2 separate regions of the Mus musculus genome follow, and region 1 is linked to region 2. The links are chromatin contacts, called in public HiChIP or PLAC-seq maps. All regions are on one chromosome and are shown on one strand. The core of a region is the stretch at or near the end of the contact, and the rest is flanking DNA. Distances in the headings are between cores, read along the strand shown.

The links. HiChIP or PLAC-seq counts read pairs in DNA pulled down with a chosen protein or histone mark.
Region 1: a contact with region 2 is called in an H3K4me3 HiChIP or PLAC-seq map of the SCID.adh cell line, with 14 read pairs. The contact joins the enhancer-like site here to the promoter of Fzd4 in region 2. A contact is called at or near these places in 1 of 39 promoter capture datasets (stem cell-derived epiblast-like cells), 1 of 484 Hi-C or Micro-C datasets (nephron progenitors), 4 of 115 datasets of contacts at active chromatin or transcription factors (the SCID.adh cell line, double positive thymocytes, embryonic fibroblasts and 1 more) and 1 of 9 other capture datasets (liver).

Annotation. Positions count from the first base shown.
Region 1 is chr7:89,440,275-89,445,030 of GRCm38.p6, reverse strand. No RefSeq gene overlaps it. Among named protein-coding and RNA genes, the nearest start is that of AI314278, 16 kb to the right of the region's middle. Within about 2 kb of position 1,565, at least 16 of the 459 cell types and tissues checked have an H3K27ac peak or open chromatin away from gene starts, as enhancers often do. A contact at or near this core is called in the SCID.adh cell line, where this site is marked.
Region 2 is chr7:89,402,230-89,407,129 of GRCm38.p6, reverse strand. It overlaps Fzd4 (frizzled class receptor 4), which reads right to left and starts at 2,764. Exons shown (of 2, transcript NM_008055.4): 1 at 2,159-2,764; 2 at 1-98. The coding sequence starts at 2,443. It also overlaps a transcript of Tmem135 not described here.

The DNA.
Region 1 (4,756 bases), core at 316-2,815, 39 kb before region 2:
GAACTTCTTTAACATCAGTTAAGTCCCATAGCAAACACCAAATACAACTCGGCAAGCTGCACATCAGTTCTCTAGGCAGGCAGCTACCAGGCACAAACCAGCAGCTGTAGTTCAATGGTGAAGAAACTACAGTGCTCGCCCACTGGCCTGAGGCAAGGCTGCAGACAACAGCAAGCTGCCGCAGGAACCTCAAGAGCAATTCTTGGGCAGGTTTCTCTCAATGGCAGCAGTACCACAAGTTCAGCTCAACAACGCTATGTAAGACAAACCAACACATGTACGCCATTAGCAAAGAATAACGAGGCAGAAAACAGCCAAACCAATGCTTGGTGCTCGTCTCCCACGGTCTATGGAGTCATATTTATATGCTTGCATCGAAGGTCCTTTCACATGTTTACTATATCAAAACATCCTCTCACCTGTGTCTGCTTCAGGAAAACACTCTTTCATGTGCCTGCTTTAGCAAGACATCCTTTCTCCTGTGTGCCTCAGCAAACCATCATTTGACATAAGTTACTAAGTCCCAAAGAACCTCCTACTTCAAAGGGCCTTTTGAATCTTGTAAGCTTCAGGAGATTTCTGAGACATGGAAGTTTTATTTCCTTTTTAAATCCCAATGAGCCACCATGTTTCTTCCAATATTTTAATATTGGACTATTTTAATTGGAAGAAATTTTCTACAAAACAGATGTCTTAGTTACCTTTCAATTGCCATAACAAAATACCATGACCAAGGCAACGTATAAAAGAAAGCACCCAATTTGGGGCTCAGGTTTCCAGAGGGTTAGAGTTCATGATCGTCATGGCAGAGAGCATGGCAGCAGGCAATCAGACATAGTACTAGAACAGCAGCTGAAAGCTTATATCCTTATTCACAAAAATGAGGCAGCAGGAGAGACACTGGGAAGGAAATGGGTTTTTAAAACCTCAAAGCCTGCACTCAGTGACACACCTCCTCAATCAAGGCTGTACTTCCGAATGCTTCCCAGACAGTTCCACCAACTGGAGACTAAGTATGGGAGCCATTTTCACCCAAACCACTACAACAAAGTGTGAGAAGACAAACAGAAGTAGGAGTTGAACCCGGGGAAGAAGCAGAGACTATAGAATAAATCAATGACTAAAAAGATCCAGAGTGCCAGGAAGAGTGGGTACAGTGACAGAACAGAGTCACGAAGGAATGCTGGGAGCTGGGAGCTTCAATTAACTGGGTAAGCTGAAGTCCAAGGAGCTCTCAGTCAGAATATCACTGCTGACCTTTGCGGGAGCAATGAATGGCAGATTGGAGAATGTTTAAAAGTGGAGGGAAGGTGTGGTGGGGTCCATATCATTCTGCATCTACAGGTGCCTTCAACCCTTTTCACCGTTTTCCACACACACACATCTCATAATCATGTGCCACGTGATTTTCAAATGAAATTGTTACAGATGGTTCTTCACCTAAGTCAGTTGATTTCCGTTTCTTTAAAATCTTTGTAGTGGTTTGAAAGCAATACATAACCAGTGAAAGCTGTACTCTTGCTCTGCAAGTTTGATCTTTCTCCAGGCTAGCTTCATGTGGTGTGCTGTTCTATCGTGATCAAATCATTGCCATCTACCATAGCTCCCACCCAGCCGTGCCGTCACAACTCTGAACAGTGCTGATCAGTAGTTACTGCATTAAACATATTTCTGACTTACAGTTTTTGCTTTATAATAAGTTTCCCAGGCCATAACTCCACTACAAGTTAAGGAGCACCAGCACACAAAACTAGTTCTGGTCACATACTTATGTGGCTGTCCTTTAAAGCAGAGCCACCTAATTAATTATGCCTTCACAGATTTAAAGTAAGCAATTGGCAAAAAGGCTATGGCAGAAAATTTCAGTAGTATATCAGTAATTTTTCTTATTTCAAAAGATATAATTTCACTACATCCAGTAGATTTGAATCCCAAGTTTTCATTTGCTCGTGGTGTGACTCTGAGCTTAATCATCCTGAGATACAGGTTCCTGGCAGAGGTGATAACAATGGTAGCAGTACCAACCATGTACTGTATTCCTCAGGGCATCGCTGTAAGCTTTATATGGACTCAATGATGCCATACAGACAGCAACTTTATCTTGTAGTATTGTTATCATTTTCCCTTTAGATGACAAAAATAACAAAACAAACAGAAAGAAACAGAAATAAAGATATGTGCTTGAACTCACATTACTAAAGTGGCAGAGTTGGAATTTGAACAAACAAGGTACTCATTAGCTGAAAATTGATATCATAACTTATTAATCCATGTAATAATATTTTAAAAGATATTTGCATGTGAACATCAATTAGACAGATCCAAATTTGAAGTTTATATGAAAGACTGAAGATTAATGTGTTCTTTCCAAGTTTAGTGTTCTTTTAAAAAATATGCTGAGTTTCTAGGAGAGTCTCATATTTTGAAAGTTTTTGAGGATATAAATGGCAACTCCAGTGGAGTACAAATCACCAGGTGGGTTTTAGTGAGTGTATTGTGATTCAGCTTTCCAACCTGGAGACCTGAGTACACTCATCGCCTGCCTGTCTGAGGACAGCTGGGAACGAAGGGAGCAAATGGCACAGCAGTTGGGGACCGTCACTCGAATCAGTCCAGCTGCCTGGCAACTGTACAATGGAGAGTATTTAACTGAAATGGGCAGTCTTAGTAAGAGACCAGGATTCAGTGGGAACATGAGAGGCATAAAACCAGAATTGGGATTCATTTAAAAAAATAAATACAATACAAAAAAAATATCTTTACCACCATAGATAATGATGTTCTGGGAAGACAGAAAGTCAACAACAAACTGAAGAGAGACAGACAGACCCAGGGTGTTGTAATGAGTAATGCTGGCTCAGGAGTTAGAGATTAGTATAGTCCTGGCCTTGGTATAGTTCTTATTCCCTTTAAATCTTGGTTCCTTCATAAAACTGTGTGTCTATTCTGGAGACTTGCAACGAGGAAATGAGATAATGTAAGAGAAGAGGCCAAGGTATTACTCAATTGTGCAAAACTCTGCTCAGACCTGTCATACTATAAAACCAAAAGAAGTAGGAGAAAATTGAATAAAACCAACTGAAAAACTGAATCACAGAGCAGCTGTCTAACTGAATATCGTATAAGCATTTATAATTATGCCTCACACACAACTACTGTGGAAATGATAATGTAAGTTCATATGAATAGTATTAGATAAAATGCACATGAATATGATTTTTATAGAAAATTATTTATATAAAGAATTAACAGTGGTTGTTATTTGTATTGGAAGACCATAGATGGATTTGGTTTTTCCCCACGTATACTAAGACCCAGAGGTACCTTTCCAGGTTTTCTGCAGTGAGAGTGCATTGCTTACGTGAAACACGGATGTGTGGTTGGAGACAAGCCATCATGGATGTTTTAGTGTGTGAGGCTTTTACCTATGTCATCGTGGGGTTCTAATTTGCTGGTCCTCAAATCCGCCACAGGTTAACTCCTGAGAAAATGGCAACAATCCAGCAGAAACCCAAAACGTGTTCCTAGAAGAATGAGAGGGATTTGATTTCACTTCCTGTGGGTGGATTTTTTTTTTTTTTTTTTTTTTTTTTTTTTTTTTTTTTTTTTTTTTTTGTCTGCCTGGGTGTCTGCTGCTCTGAGAGGAAGTATGTGTCAATGGAAAAGAATTTAATTCTTTGCAGAGAAAACGATGGCCAGTGGACAAAAGGAGAAGCCGGAGTGTATACTTCTCCAAGGTTCTTCCCACACACAGGAGCTAGTCTTCCTAACTGGAGGAGCCAGACACCTGCTCACTCACACAAACTTCAGGGCTTCGGAAGAGCAGGAACATGGGGCTTCCCTGATGCTCTTGAAGAGCTGGTGGGTTTTGAGCTTTGGCTTGTAAAGCTGCTGTGTTTTGTGGGGGAGTTGACACCTCTATGAGTCTCAGTTCCTCAATTGTAAAATTCTATCTGTCTGCCACCCCTGAGAGAAGGTCCACTAAGAAAGGGACCATATTTTGTCCCACTTTGTACCCCACAAGGTCACGTGTAAGATCACTGTGCATTAAATAAAATGACAATGGTGTTCCAAGTGTCATTTAAAGTACACAATCAATGTTCACAGTTGCATCTGTGAGCATGACCCTCCAAGGTATGGTGTATGCATATAAATATATATATATATGTAGGTATGTATGCATAAATATATGTCATATTTATAGATGACATTTTATTTTTTCAGAAAAAAAAAAACCTAAATCAAGTGTGGGGAAGTGTTAAGACATGCTAAATCAAGATGGTGATGATACCTTTAGACTTTGGTTTCTCTGCCCCAGACTCTTGTCAAATTGTTCTTAGCCTTTCCAAGAAATGTTATATGGAAGATAAGGTTGCTTTGCCCTCACTAAATGTTAATTACTTCTCAACATGAAGAGTAAAAAGTAGTTTTTGTTCATTTAACAGTAGATTTGGATGATTTGATTTGAAGGACCTGACTTGACTGCCAACCCATGGTGGCAGCATCCCACAGTGACACATATTTGGGGGGTTGGGGTGGGAATAGAATAGACACCAATAAGCTAAGGAATAAGATGGATCTCAGCTAATATCCTGGCTAGTGTTGGCTACTTTCCAAGCTAATATGTATAAGTATCATTGGTTGTGTATTAGTTTAACAACTGCCTTCCATACACTAGGCATTATTCTAGGACCTGAAATGAAGCAATCAGAAGACATAGGTTTTGCTTCCTCTCCCTCTCCCTCTCCCTCTCCCT
Region 2 (4,900 bases), core at 1,515-4,014:
CAGCGTCTCTTGACTGAAAGGCACATGCCACCGCACGGGCCGATGGGGATGTTGATCTTCTCTGTGCACATTGGCACATAAACCGAACAAAGGAAGAACTGGAAAAGTCATGACAAGAACAAAGAAAACAATGAGTGGGGTCTGACCAAAAGCACAGAGCTGAGCGAATGCTTCCAGGCAGTGTACGTATCTACTTTTAAGCCAGCCTACTGGGAATATGTCTGTTTACTCTGACCTCCGACGCTGCTGCCTAATAATCCATCACTTTTACACAGTTTCCTTAGTTGGGATCCAGTGTTCCTTTTCACAGGAACATAAATGAGGAAATAACTAAAATGTGTCTGAAGAATTACATAATCTTTTTTCACACAACCCTTACAAAAATAAACTTTTAAAAAGTGACTTCCAATAGCTCTCTCCTTCTACCTACCATTTGAGAGACCTAAAGAGTCTAATAAAGTGACTTGGTCACTTAGGTGATGGATGCTTGACTATTATCCTTATTTCTCTGTCGCTTTAAAATATAGATCCTGTGACCATTTTATTATCCCCTAATTTACATTTTAATTTTAAAAAGTCAACCCTGAATTTAAACAGAAAATGTACTAATTTGAGACTCTTGGATCCAAAGAGGAAATATAGGTTGGGGGGGGGGGTCTTTGGTCTTCAGGGATTTGTTTGGCTAGCAATTCCTCAATGATTAATAATGAAGCACAATAGGAAGATGTAAATGTTAACTCCCTGAAACTGCAATAGCAGCAGGGGAGAGTCCAGTTGCTGTCCTCAATTCCTCCAGCATTGATAAACAGTCTCCTTGGCTCCTTACAGATGTTGTCTATGAAGTCTAGAGTTACAAGTAACTATTTTCCAGCATGTAAAGGGATCCAGTCTTGTCTTTCAAAACAACTTGGCTGCCTCCCCAGGATACATGTAATTAAAAATATATATCCCTGCAAAAGCTGTTTCTCCAACCAACTTGCCACTGATGTCAACCGTGTGCTGTTTCCAGGCTAAGAGTGAGAGGATCATTTCCTAAGCTTTTATAACTTAGTTTGGAAGCCCTGAAACCTCTACAGGGATATTTCTCCAGCAACAGGTCTAATCCCAACCATCTTCCCCAAACCACAACTCAGCTTTTACAGCGACCGATGTAAAAACCCAAGCCTGTAAATAAACCGTATGTCTGTTTCTTATCTCGCTACAGCCAGAACTATAGATTTCTTAAGGTTTCAACCTGGACAACTCTAACCTCCATTTTTTTTTCTTTTTTATTAATAAAAGCCACTCAGCCTCACCAACCAAAACATGGAGAGTGTTAAGTTTTTAAAACTTCATTCCAATCTACTTTCCATTGAAGTTAGCTGTATAAGAGAAATTATAACTATGTTATATATGCAAATTACTTTTCACTTATTATTGTAGGAAGAACTTCTATATCATTACACATTACCAAAGTTTTAACATCTTAATGACTGTTAAGAAAAGGAGGGAAAAAAAGAAAAGGAAAAAAGAAGTTTTCAAATATGCACACTACCTTCCTGGAGCCTTTTCAGTCCTTCCAAAAATTAAACCTGCCTCCAACGTTAAGGACAAGAAAGAACTCGGGCCAACCTAACCACTCTTTCCTGTATGACCTCTAAAAAGTGCAGGACGACGGCGGGGCATTCTGCAGAAAACAGACAGCGATGTTTTATTTGGTAACCTACACCCAAAAATACAGGCAAAAGGGAGGTCGATGAGCGACCTGGAAGGGCGAAGTTCTGTCTCCTTATCACTCCTTCCAAGATTTAGGTGCAACCCGCTGCCCTGCCAGGACTCGCCCACCAAGCAGCGGCTGCCGGAATCCTTGGCAAAGATAGCCCTCAACTCCACTGGGGTTAGGGGCTTGGCCAGACATGGGCAGGGGAGAAAAACGGAAGGGCGGGGTGTAAGAATAGGTTCTTTCGCGGGCCAGATGACTTACACAACGTTTTGGCTTCCAGTCTCCAAGAGGGACAGAAAAGTGGGGGGTGGGGTGCGGGTTGGAAATCACTTTCTCAGGAGTTGTACCCTCAAGTTAGGAAGGGACCAGGAGGCTCGATCTGTCAGGGATTCCAAGGAAGGAGTTTGGGAGTCTCTGTCTACCGAGTCCTCCGGGGATGGGGGTAGGGGCACCCACCTGCAGCTGGCTGGAGCAGCCGTACTGGATGAGCGGCGTGAAAGTTGTCAGCTGCAGCTCGGCGTCTGTCTGCAGCTCGTGTCCCACTAAGTTGGGCATCTTGGTCACGTTGTAGCCGAGGTTCTGGCACATGGCGATGCGGATGGGGTCGCAGCGCCGCTCCTCCTCGTCCCCGAACCCCAGTGTCGGCCGCAGGAGCAGGAGGAACTGCAGCAGCAGCCCCAGCCTGAGCCCGACGCCTCCAGGCGCCCCCCGGCTGCTCGGCCCTGTGCCCGGCCAGGCCATGGCCAGAGCTGCGGGCAGCAGCGGCAGAGGCTGATCTAGCAGACACCCCCAGTTTGCACAGGGGCGCCGGTGGCCGCGCTGCTCCCAACTCCGGATAGGGAATGCGGTAAGGCGCCAAGGGCGACAAGGGGGCAGCAGTCGCCTCTCCAGCAGTTGTACGAGAATGTGCGGGATATCAGACGTCCGGAGCCCGGGCCGAGGGATGGACTGCTAGGGTCATGGCTGCAGGCGGCGATCCCAGAACTCGGCGCCGGCCGAGTCCGGCTTTTCGGCGAAGCCCGCCTGCACTCTACGCCGCGCTGTTCTCACCGCCCCAGCGCTCTGTGGCGCTGGAGGTTCGCAGGGCGGGGGCGGGGCGGGACGGACAACGCGACTGTCCAATGAAAGCCCCCCCTGGTCAGAGGGGGCGGGAAGGGGCGGGGCTCCTCTCCTGCTGTAAGGGTCAGGCCCCCGCCCGCGGCTTGATCCTCTCTCCCTTGCTCGCTCCAGAGGCGCCCCGCCCCGCTTGGCTTCCCGGCGCTCGGCGTCCTCCCACCCGGATCCATTGCACGCTGTGGCCAGGCGGCGATGGAGCCCCGTGGCTCCTGCCCAGCCAACCTGCTCTTCTCTTTCAGGTGAGACGTGCTCCCACATCTATGCCCCTTTCACGTCCTTCCCCTTACAGCTGTCACCTCCGGCCCCGTGGCCACCTCTGTATCAAGCAAAATAATGAACACAAAGAACACGGTATTTGGGGTTTACACAGATTGTGGCTTTAAATCCTGGCTGTGTGACCTTGAGCAAATTGCCCAACCTCTCCGCGTCAGGTTCCTCATCCGTAAAGTGACTTGGGAGGATTAGCGATAAAGCCTGAAAGGCTTAGAGCTGGTGCCTGGTACAGTTCGCAGAAAATTTCACCTCTAGCCAGTGGGGCTGGCGCCCGCCCCCCGGCCCCGCCCCGCACTCGGCGCGACCTGCGCCGGGAGCAGCCGGTCTGCAGTCGCCGTGGGGGAGGCGCTCCGGAGCAACAGAGCAGCCGATGGGCTCGCGCTCCGATTTCCTCACCGTACGAAATGAAATTCCACAGGGGGATTCGAAAGGAAATGAGGCCGGGACGCTCCGTGCTTCTCGGCCCGCCGCCCTTCCTGTCTCGGGGACACGGTTTCTAAATAAGGTTGGGAGGGTAAGAGCGCGGGAGGGAAGAGGCTTGACCTGTGCACTCGAAGCGAGGAAGGCGCACAAGCCCCAAGGACGCCCCTTCCCAGACCCGGGACACCCTTCCCCTGCATCCTGCACTTTTTTCGTTCCCATTCTTGCTCTCCGTGGCACTCTGGGGGTCGGCAGATGTTCCCACCCGTGTTCCAATCCAGCTTCTCTCTTCTTCACCCACAAAGAAAGGACTCTGTATTGGGTCCACCCTCTCTCTGCTTCCCATTTGGCCAGTGGAACTCTCAGCAGGTGATTTCCCAAACCATGTACTTGTTACTTGCTGAGACTAAAAGGAGCCTCCAACTGGCCACGCAGTAGGCCAGTTTCTGAGTGAAGTCCATCCATGCTCTCCTGTCACATAGCGGTTCTCAGTACCGGAGTAGTGTAGATCATCTAGCACAGTGACCGATGAATAATGCTCTATAATAACTCGGCTGCCACTTTTTGTTTATATCTGGGACAGATCGTGAAATGTAGATCGTAAGACTACCCCTTGCTTATCAGTCTCGTGCTAAATTCTGAGGATACTGGTAATAAGTAAAGGGATTCCTCCCCTCTCCTTCAGTTCTGTTTGCCTAAGCCCCTGCCTGTGTTTTTCTGAGTTCTTTGTGCCTTCCCATTTCAGTTGGTCTTCTGGCACACAGCTGAGGTAAGGTATAAATTGGAAGGATACATGCACTCAAATTTTATAGCTTTAGCTTTCTTATTCTTGACTGGCCCTGGTTGAGGGTAAAGAATGGAATCGGCTGTTTTGTGTATTTGCCTCTGTGCTTGGAACTGGCATATAGAAGCTCCATCTTCTCCAGTCACTGTCATAATCTGGTAAAGAATGTTTTGGCCCTTTAAGTAGACTGGGGAACTGAGGCTAAACCAAAGCAATAGTTAGCAATGATAGGACCCACCAAATCAGAGCCCAACCTTTTTGAAGCTGGAGGGCAAGATTCCAGGAGTTGAGGACCAGGTTGAGTCCTCTGTATACTGGTGGCACTGGCTTACAGGATTGCATAAATAATCAGATGAAGAAAGCAGTGACCTATTCATTGTTTGAGAGGAACAAATTAGATGAATAGATTAAATTGATACGTGATCCCCATTCTCTAGGATCACATAGGAGACAAACAGAACAAACACACTGGGCATAGTAAGCCACAGAGAGCCATGAGCAAATTGGAGGTGGAGGTAGCTGAGTTTGGAGAGCTACTCAAAGAGATGACCTGCAAGACTGTGAGCTACTTTACAGAGTGGGTTAGGAGTGCAGCTGGAGCATCG